2 separate regions of the Danio rerio genome follow, and region 2 is linked to region 1. A link is a contact called in public Micro-C data. All regions are on one chromosome and are shown on one strand. Each heading gives the region's core, a stretch centred on a gene start, on an enhancer-like site or on the middle of the called end of the contact. The rest is flanking DNA. Distances are from core to core; before and after follow the strand shown. Region 1 holds the start of ltbp1 (latent transforming growth factor beta binding protein 1). Region 2 overlaps ltbp1 (latent transforming growth factor beta binding protein 1).

Evidence for each region. Hi-C and Micro-C count contacts between places; a contact is called where the count stands out from the background.
Region 2: a contact with region 1 is called in a Micro-C map of caudal fin, with 3 times the contacts expected there. The contact joins the enhancer-like site here to the promoter of ltbp1 in region 1. A contact is called at or near these places in 3 of 18 Hi-C or Micro-C datasets (caudal fin, hematopoietic stem cells and an unstated tissue).

What each region holds. Positions count from the first base shown.
Region 1 is chr17:24,277,144-24,282,558 of GRCz12tu, reverse strand. ltbp1 (latent transforming growth factor beta binding protein 1) reads right to left here and starts at 2,278. Exons shown (of 29, transcript XM_073928505.1): 1 at 1,601-2,278; 2 at 540-610. The coding sequence starts at 1,923.
Region 2 is chr17:24,428,553-24,434,274 of GRCz12tu, reverse strand. It overlaps ltbp1 (latent transforming growth factor beta binding protein 1), which reads right to left. Exons shown (of 29, transcript XM_073928505.1): 23 at 5,350-5,442; 24 at 3,840-3,968; 25 at 1,208-1,345; 26 at 46-213. Among named protein-coding and RNA genes, the nearest start is that of rasgrp3, 39 kb to the left of the region's middle. Within about 2 kb of position 2,799, at least 14 of the 62 cell types and tissues checked have an H3K27ac peak or open chromatin away from gene starts, as enhancers often do.

The DNA.
Region 1 (5,415 bases), core at 1,029-3,528:
CAGAATTTGACATACTTGTGGTTACTCTTTCCTCTTTCTTTCTTGTATTTAGCACACATTTATATCCAGAGGGATATTTTTCAACAACATACTGCAGTTAAGGCTATGGAGCAAGACATAATTGAATGTCTTGCTCAAAAGCACATAACACAGGTTCTAAGCCAAAGGGACATCAGTGCAAGTCCAAACCCTCAGTCAGTGATCAGTAAATGATGAGAATCAGAGTTGGAAACTTCATGATTCTTCCTAAATAGGATGAATGGAAGCAGCAATGTTTGTGTTAGAAGACTAACCAAACTTAATCCACTCTTCAACACTATTAAATTCAACTAATTTTGTTGACATTCTTAGAATAATTGATTTCATGTGAGACCCACAGTCCTTTGGAAACAATATTAAACTGAAGTGTTTTTGAACTTATTTTTGAGGGTGATGAAGGGCTTTCTCTTGTCCAAGAAAGATTTTAGAATAGTTTTAGTGCAGAAATAAGGCCTGAGAAAATGCAAGCACATGCATGACACAAAATCATCATAACTCACGTTTAGTGCAGCGCTGAGATCCTGGGGTCTTGCTCCAACCAACACAGCACTGCCCCCCACAGACGTTCACTCTGCAATGACATCAAAAGTCACAATCACACACAAACTGAATGGACCTACTAACCTTACTGTAACCCCCCGGTCAATCTCCTCGGCCACCCAGAGCGGTTTCTGACGTAAGTCTGCTGTCACTAGTGGCATGAGGGCCCGGGGCCAAAGCTGGTGGAGGCTCCAATATAATCAGTCCTCTTATTCCCACTGTACTACTTCATACTGTACTTCATAGTAAAGTGACAGAAAATATGAAGAAATACAGGCTGGGATACACTTGTTACTCAGTGTGATTGTAGGGAATGTAAAAAAAAAACTTTGTAAATGGCCTCCCGAAACTTTTTAAGGGGCATCGAGTTCATTACTAGGGGAGCCGGTAGCCTACATTTAAACTGGCTCGCGTGGCTTACTGAAACAACAGATGTTACTGTGCTTTTTAAAAGGTTACGACTCGCTGTAGACTGGATGACTTATCAAATTTATTGCTACTTAATGTCATGTGGCTGCTAACACATCATTGGCAATAAGGCTCCAAATCTCTAATGGAACAGTAAAATCATTAGTTGACTCTTTCTAAAAGTTTCAAAGCATGCATGACTTTTAAGAATATTACTGTGGTATCTTCAGTAAAGATAACTAAACTCACTATGAACTTTCTTATGATGTTGTGTTGCAGAGGTTAATTTTTGCATTTATTTCATTCAACCCTAAACTACCATCAGCCCAGTTTTCAACGAGTACAAGTCTAAAAAAAAAAAAAAAAAAAAAACAATTATTCATAGTTTGAAAGTTTGTGTATTTGTTAAGTGACTGCAAAACAACTTTGCATAAAGCACTGATAATAGAAATCCCTGCTCATTCATTCTGTATTTGCATGTTTTGAACTGTTATTCGTGCCTATTATGGTCAATTATTTTGTCAAATAATCAAGATCGTTTGTTAAAATATATAATGAAGCTAAAACATCCTAAATGAAGTGTTAAATACTTTATACTCGGCTCTGTTCTTACCCTGACACTTTCATGTGATGGCTGGATGTGTGTCGGCCAGACTGCGCGTCCTGGCGGATCGGAATGCTCGGGTTCTGCTGGTGACCCATTCTGCGGGTCCGGACCTGGCCACCGAAGCTGGCTTTCAGCTCCACATTGTATGAGTGTGGCTGTCCCGACGCTCCCGAGAGCGATGAAATGGAGCTCACGTGAACCCCGTCTGTACCGCTCGGTCCCGGTTGCACAACGTACAGTTTCCTGAAGCCGCTCTGATCCGCCGAAAGAAAAGCCGGAGAAATTAATAACGTAACAGAAACAATGATGTCCCACACGAGCATAGCCATATCCTTTAGCAGTCAAAGTGTTGGGGAAGTTTGAAAGAAAGCCTCTGTACTATAAATATACACTATAGATAGAAAGATACCAAAATAAAACTATAGAAGCGCAGCTCCACTGTGTCGCGTGTGAAGCAGTTGTAAACCCTCGCGCGCTGTCATCTATTCGCCATAAGAAAACACTTAGAGGCAAACATAACTTAGAAGAGGGGGAAAATGCTTGGAGTTAAAGAAAATTTCAAAGCACGAAACGGAAATCGGGGAAAACGGGAGTCAAGGCGGCGAGAGAGCTCGCGTGCGCGCGGTTTGAGCTCGAGCAGAAGTTTGAAAAGTCTTGGAAAACTTTGAGCGCGTGTGAGTGTGCAAGGGCAGGAGTTTGTGCTCGAACTCCATATAGCCAATCTCCTGCAGACATGACGTCAGGGATGGAGCTCTTATTGGAACACACATGTGGGGCTGAACCTTTATACCAGAGTCAAAAAAAAAGTTTGTGTATATAAATTGTGCATACTTATGAATTTGAAGGTGGGGGTCGTTTGTAAAAAAAAAAAAAAAAAAAAAAAAAAGTCTGATACTGTAAATGCAGCCATCATAAGTCAAGCTTGTCACATAGAGTGCAAGCATCAGCTGCACACCTCTTTTTGGAGGAAAAAGTGTTATATATAGTTCAGAATTGGACATGAACTTGAACATTTCCCAGAGATGGGTTGCGGCTGGAAGGGGATGTGCTACGTAAAAACTTGCTGTATAAGTTGGCAGTTCATTCTGCTGTGGCGACCCCGGATTAATAAAGGGACCAAGCTGGCCAGAAAATGAATGAATGAATGAATGAATGAATGAATGAATGAATGAATGAACGAATTAACTTTAACAATATTAGTACAAAACTAAACAAAAATCCTATTACAATTTTACAGTGTGCATGAATGCAACCTATACTGTGATAACGGCAGCACTGTGATTAAGATGGAGCTCATGTAAACAGAAAACCACAATTATGCACATAATTAGTAAAAGCGTGATCACAGTATGCTTTAACCACATATATCCCACTCAAACCAAAATGTCAAGATGTGAAAGAGAAAAGACTACACTTTGGGCTCAGGAGTTATTAAAGTGATTGAAATCTAATGTACGGTAAAGTATTACACTTTTTATTTTGTTTGACAGCATCCCAGAACATTAAGGACAAATTGATGGTTAAAAATATAGGTGGAAAAAATATGTAATTTTTTATTCAATGTACTAAAGGCTAAAAAGAATTTGAATGGGCTTTGCATGTAATGTAACTATTCTGTTGGCCTGACCTGCCATGGTGGTTGGATTTAGAGAGGTTTTTCGACTTTTAAACTGTCAAAAAATAAATAAATTCAACTGACAGCCACCAGCTTGGCCAAGTTAAAAGATCAGAAAACAATCTTGGCCTTTTTTAGATGGATTGTTTTATGACAAGGCCTATTTATACCAGAGCACAATTATATGTGTATTTCCTAGCAAAAAAGGATTTACCAGCTTGAAAATCCTCCAGCTTAATACTTACAGGGAAATTTCTTCTTGCCTTTCATTTTTGGTTGAAGTACCTGTTTAAAATTAAAGATTCTTCATTGGCATTAAGTGTATGGTTCCACAAAGAACTTATACTATCCCACCGTTTACTACCATTGAACAATTTAATTTCCCCCTAAAATATTTAAATTTTTAAAAATGTTCTTTATTCTTATAAAAAAAAGGTATTTTAAGAAATGTTCACTGAAGAGTTCTTTAGGAAACCCAAAATGGATCACTGCGAAACTCTTTATGAAACTTATATTATTAATAGCGTTGAGTGTGTTGTGACATCCTAAACCAGCTAAGTCCATCTTTAAGAGGCTCTCTTTTTTTTTTTCAGCACTCCCCAGCTGTTTCAACACTATTAAAACAGAACCCTTGATTTATTCTGCTGATTTACTCATTAAAGTGATCCTTGTTGTTCAGCGCAGTTATGTAATCCAAATGACTTTCTCCCTACAGCATGCCTGACTGCTTACCAGCTCTAAATCTGACTTTGACAGTCTTCTGCCCATGAACGGGGACCCTATGGCCTCCCTACACGTCGAAAACCGGATCCTATTAATACATGGAACATCCACACGCAGCCTCCACACACAAATAGATGAACATGCCTCCATTCTTTCACATGCTCACAATTGCCTAAACTTAGCCGAAAGTCGCTGTCCTCCTACAGATGCTTGTTATCTGGATAAGCAGGATGTCTTTACAGCATTACTGAAAGGTGACTCAGAAACTTCCTTAGATCAAGACCATTTTAGGCCCAGACTAAGCTCGGCCCATTCTAGGACATGAGTGGGTGAGACAGACAAGGAATACCATTCCTCATCAGCTTCAGAGTATTTGGAAGAGGACCTCAGACTGATTTATTGATTGCATGAGATCATCCTTCAGGAGAACCCAGTGTTTTGGTGAACATTGTTAACGGGTGTTAAACAGAATGTTCTTGTGATTTACATGCACAAACACTCTCTTCTGTGAGGAATACTACCAAACTAGAGTTATGTTTTAATCAATTCATGATCTCTAATTAAATAAAAAGACAGTTCCTGCCTCAGCTGCCAGGTCTAATGGCTGGAGCTGAAACGGGGATTCAGTTAAGGAACAGAGAGACAGTGCTGTCATAAAGCTATTCTTGGGTCACCGCTATTTATAGTTTAAAAATAATGACCATCATAACTAAAAGAGAAGAGCAGGACTGAGAGAGAGAGTACAATGTTAATGGCATGCTTCAACTAAGTACTTCAGACCACTTTCTTTTTGTTTTGGTCTTTGAATTCATAACTCGTAACAAAATTAGGAGAGTGTATTCAGAATATAAGGAGAGCAAGAATAATTCTAACTAATACAGCACCTTGTTGCCATGTCAGTTGGAACAAACAATATAGCCTACAATTATTTTCCACCAACAGTCAAGTGTGTAGACCTTTTTGACTGTACTTGTCTATCTGTGCGCAATGTCTGTTTTTCTTAACGTATATATTGTCTTTTACATATTTATTGTGTTTTGCGTATTACTGTCAACAGTGCTAATAGTATATTGTTTGTTTTTTGGAGTATGTTGTTGTATTTTGCACTGTCTGGAGACAGTACCTAAGTATTTCACTCATCATAGCACACATACTGGTGATCATGTGGAAATAAAAGTTATTTGATATGAAAATAAAATCAACCTCCGCTTCAAACAGTTTCCATTCAAACAGAAAGTTGTCATAAAATCTAAATAACTACTTACTAGGTGCATGTCTATAAACTTGAAACACTGAAATTGATTTTAAGAATATAAAAAACAACTAACTGCTGTCATAAGTTTCACTTGTAAGATAAAAAAAAACAAATTTTAACCTAATTTTAATTACGAGAATTGTTGATTACTGTAATGGACTCTACACCGGCCTTCCCAAAAAGAAAGTCAGAAAGTTGCAGCTCATCAAGTACGCTGCAGCCCCAGAC
Region 2 (5,722 bases), core at 1,550-4,049, 150 kb before region 1:
TTGCTAAAGATGTGCATATATGCAGCTCCAGTGTAATATTTATACCTGTATTTTTCCCAGGGCAGAGAGCACAATCGTTGCCCCAGGCCTCTCCATACAAACAGCAGCACTCTGTGAATGAGGTGTGTATGTTGGTGATAGGATTTGCGCAGGAGAAGTTTTCAGTTACTCTCTCCCAGCAAACCCCTGAGTATAAGTCAGCTTCACTTTGCCCTGTAAAACACAAACATGCTTGATATGATCTCTGTTAAGCAAACGTCAGCTACTTCATACTGAAAAAATGCTTGTTATGTAAGATGGTTGGAAAAAAAATCTGTAAAAACATGGATTTCCTCCATCCCAAAAAGACAAACAACAACAACAACAACAACAACAACAACAACAACAACAACAACAGCAACAACAACAACACAATGCTTCATATAATTCAAAATATGGGCAAAACAACAAAAATGGAAATTTCTTCCACATATTTTAAAATTAGTTTCACATAATTTTGACCTTGCTGTCAACTAATGATAGTACTGTAACTGTAGTATTAATGAACCAAAGCTTCTAATGTATTCCTCATATTATATTCAGTTATAAATTCAAATTCTATTTGTCACATACACAGTCAAACACGATATGATATGCAGTAAAATGCTTACACAACCAGTCGTGACCTTAAAAAATAGCAATAATAACAAAAGTAATAATAATAATAATAATAATAACAACAACAACAAGAATCTAAATTCTGATGAAAATAAGCTATGCAATAGAAAATAAAAGCAAATATTTAACATTTAAAGACTTTTGATAAAGAGTATGTGGCTGTAGAAAAATAGTACAGTCTGAAAGAAATAGCTTGTTCTAAGCATCCTCTAGATGGCAGTATGACATTGTTAGGAATTTCACTTTGTACAATTGAGAGTTTTAGAGGACACACTATAGGTTTGAGAGAGTTTAGATTTTAAAGGATTAAGAGCTCCTCAAGGAACCCCAACAAATACAGATTTTAGGTGTCTCACTAATCTGACACACTCAATTCAGGTCATGGAGACTTTCCTAATAAGCTAATTAGCCCGATAAGATGATAGATATGGGGAACATCCAAAATGTGAGGTGTTGGAGGTCTCCAGGATTGTGATTTAGAAACAGTCTTTAAGGAGTAGAATTTACATGCAGGATTATCATCTGCATAATATTTGACGTAAGACTTTACCTGCTACGTCGGGTAATATGCAGTGTGTGTTGTCCATTGCCAGAACCATAGGAGGGGTGCAGAAACACTGATATGAGCCATATGTGTTCATGCATTCACCATCTCTACATTTTGCCTCATCTTGGCATTCATCAGTGTCTGTAGAGATCAGAGACAAAGAGAAACAGAAGAAAAATCAATAAGCTAGATCATTGATGGAAAGCTAAGTCAGGCTGGTCTGAGTATACATAGAATACAGTAGATGCAAAAACATTCACCAACATAAAGCAATTTGCCATAAAGACAATGCATTCATTAAATAAATACTAAAGTCCTTTCTGCAGAGTAACTATAGAATTAAGTACAAACTAAAATGATTGCAAACATGTTATAAGTACAGTTTTACTGTCGAAAGGGAAAGGCTTGGTTTAAGGTTAGGTAGCTTGTAATTATGCATAATGTACAAATATTTCAATATTTACTCCAGGTATTATAACTTTATTATGTTTTATAGGGAGCAGTATTTTAGTTACATGATGTTTCAGCAAGTAATTAAAGTGGGTTGCACAATCGCCTCACAGCAAGAAGGTTGCTTGATTGAGCCTCGGCTGGTTAAGTTGGCATTTATGTATGGAGTTTGCATGTTCTGCCCTTGTTTGCGTGGGTTTCCTCTAGGTGCTCTGGTTTCCCCCAGACGCCAAAGACATGCGGTATAGGTGAATTGGGTAAGCTAAAATTGTTCGTAGTGTATGTGTTAATGTGAGTGCATGAGTGTTAATGACGTTAATTGAATAAACTAAATTAGTGTATGTGTGTCAGTAGTGCGTTATAACTGGAAGGGCATCCGCTTTGTAAAACATGTGCTGTTTAAGTTGGCAGTTCATTCCACTGTGGTGACCCTGGATTAATAAAGAGACTAAGAAAGTTAATAAATATTTTGTTTTAAACTTCAGAAAATTTAGCACACTGAAAAAAAATATTCAAAGATGATTCCTTGGATTTACTAAAAAATGTTTGCGTTAAGTGGTTGTAAACAATTTATTTGTGTTGAATTTGAGAAAAAAAAATTAAGTTGAACATTATTAAACTTAATTTGTTTGTTTATATTTAACACAAATAAATAGTTTGCAACAGTTGTGCATGCAAAACTTTTTTCAGTGCATGTTTGTGTTATACTTGTGAAGGCTCAAAGGTTCTCACTTGTAAAGCGAAAGTAAAATTAAAGTGATTTTGAAAGTGGAATTAAAATGACCCACTAGTAAGGACATTTCACAGGTTTTTTACTATTTAAAAAGGCTTGTGATTCAGCCAAAATATTTTTTTTTCTATTGGTTTCTAATGATTGGCATTTGTTGGGGTTGTGGTAGGCCATAGGCAATATCATTAACCTGATTTAAAAACAATGGAAGCCTATGTATTGCTTTCAAATCAAACCTCTTTCTTTCCCTTTCTCTCCCTCTCTTTGTGCATGGTTTACAGTTCAAATGTGTTCAAATATATGTAAGTGGGTGTAGGAAGTCAAATGACTGTGGCTGCACTGAATGTGTGTGTGTGAGGCAGTCAGGGGTGTGTCAGCTTTAAGGCAGTGTGGCTGGGCAAGTCTCCATAGCCGTGGGTCTGTGGTCTCTGTGAGTGAGTGTGTGTATGTGTGTTTAGGCAGGCAGACAGCCTGCGGTGCACCATGGAGCTGTGGCCTGGATCATATCGCCTGTGCCGCCCTGACCGGTCGGAAGATGTAGCCCTTTGACCTCAGCTCAAACATACACAGAACCTGCCATAGGGCTGCATGCATAATGTGGCCGCAAGCCACACGCCGTCAGCTGCAGCGGCTTTAAAACTTACATTTAAATCCAATTTAAATGTGTTGGCGTTACAGTGAGCCAAACTAGGCCAACACTTACAAACACGCACACACACACTTACAAACTAAGCCTGTCATTCTAAACCAACAAAAGAACACAATGACAGTTCAAGGCTAAACATTACAAGCAATAAGCGGCTAAAGCAGGATGTTATAAATAACAAACCCTTCTGTGATTACGTGCTAGCCTTTCTAAGAATATGTGGAATAAAATTAAACACTTAAAACATAGTTTTGTATTTTTGCATCAGCTTGCATCAGACTGATTTAATTTGTGCATCCTTGAGAACAGAGCAGTGATTTAGTTTGTGCATCACAATGAGCAACACTGTGATATTATATGTAATATTCAGTAATTACATTTATGGCAGTTTAACATTGTTTGGGCACCTTGTTTAGACAGGCATAACAGATCATTTCAGCTAATTTAACTCTAATCAGATTTTTCATCATTTAAATATGCAAAAACTCATTTTATATGATTTAAAATACCATCAAATGTGACTTTTGTTAATGTTTTTTTTATATGAATTATTAGATCAAGGATTTTCTATTGCAAAAACCACAACTTACAGTATGTTCTTCTAAACAGGAATTCATTTTCTTTCGGCTTAGTACCTTTATTCATCAGGGGTCGCCTCAGTGGAATGAACCGCTAACTTATCCAGCATACGTTTTACACAGTAGATGCCCTTTCAGCTGCAACCCAACACTGGGAAGCACTCAGCAGGAATTAAAAGTCATAAAATCTTAATGAACATTTTAGTTTAGACTGCGATTTTTGTTTCTTACCGAGACACTGTAGTTTGCTCTCATCGTAGTAGAGTCCAGATTTGCAGTAACACTCGTACCAGCCAGCGGTGTTGAGACAAAAGCCATCTTTACAGATCTCACTTCCAAAGAGCTGGCATTCATCTGCATCTGCTTAACACACACATCAACACTTTTTCATTATTTAATTGTAAACAAATAAACACACACGCACGCACGCACGCACGCACGCACATACACTAGTTAAGAACTAGAAACCCTGGATCACAGTTACAGATCACCACACATACAGTCTCTCCATGCTCTTGTTAGTGTTCTTATTTTGGGATCTGCTACATGTAGAAATTTAATTTGACTGAAGAATGATTGGGAGGAAATGTCCTTTCCATATATAAGCATTCCATTCAAAGGTAGACTGACACACACACACAAACCACATTGCATTCACTCGCACTGCCACTAGCCAAAGAGAAACCACACTCTCGCTGCATTCATAAATTAAATCAGTGCATTAGACGAGCCCTGAGACTGAGGTTTCCCCACACTGGGAACCAGCCTGCTGAGTGTGTGTGTTTCAGCATATGTAGGTCAGATGCTAAGTGATGTCTGCTGCTGCCTACACACATTACAAAGTCAAAAATACATTCATCGGCCACTTTGTTAGGTATACCTTTCTTGTACGGTACCTGGATTGACCCGCTTTTGTCATTAGAAATCTTAAAAGAATAGTTTGCTCAAAAACTGAAAATATTTGGATGAAAAATAGAGTTTTCATAGTATTATTTTCCATTTATTTATTTATTTTTTTACTATGGAAGGCAATGGTAACAGGTTTCCAGCTTTCTTTAAAATATTCTTTTGTGTTCGCCAGAAGAAAGAAACTCACAAATGTTTGGAACAACTTGAGGACAAGTAAATAGGGTAAACTATTCCTTTAAAGTGGTGAAAATATTCTTCTGAGATTTCTGTCAATATTTACATGGCATTACCATGCAGTTGTAAAAGATTGAAATAGCATGTTATCCTGTCTTAGAAGTAGCCATCACACAATTCAAACAAGGCCCAAGGTGTGCCATTAAAATATCCGCACATTATTATACAGATGCTACCATCCAAATGTTCCAGCAAAAAATGTGAGACTCATCAGAAAATGCAATCCAATATTCAGATGTCTAATTCAGCTGACAGGAGAGACATTGATGGTTTTCTTCGTCTGCTAAAGCTCATTCTCGTTCTACCATCCAACGGGTTGTGTATTCAGACCTGCTTTTTCAAAGAAATTTGAATTATTGGCACATTTCTATCAGCTGAATAGTTCTACTGTCACTTTTGGTATCAACAGGGCATTTTTGCCCAGACAAAATATGGAGTAAATAGGGTAAAAGTATAAAGCACATCAACAATCAAAGTTAAAGCCTTAAGAGAGAGTTCTCCAAAACAGATAGCATCATTTACTGAACCTATACTCTTAACCATATTTGTGTACCTTTGACATTTAAATCCTTTTAAATGACATAAACACTAATAATACCTTTGGTGTTTTCTGCTAAGCTGGAGGTAGTACTCATAGGATCTCCAGAAATCAGGTAACCCCGGCCTGCTGGACACATCTGTGAGAACTGATCTGTAAAGAAAAGTGTCAGTAGTTAATGCAGAAAATGTTTTTTTAATAATTTTTTTATTATGTTGACTACTATTTGTAAGGGCAAGATAGACTTTTATTAAATGTGAGAAAGCTTATTCAACACATTTCTAAACATAATAGTTTGAATAGCTCATTTCTAATAACTGATTTATTTGATCTTTGCCATGATGACAGTAAATAATATTTGACTAGATATTTTTTAAGACATTTCTTAAAAGTGACATTTAAAGGCTTAACTAGGTTAATTAGGTGAACTAGG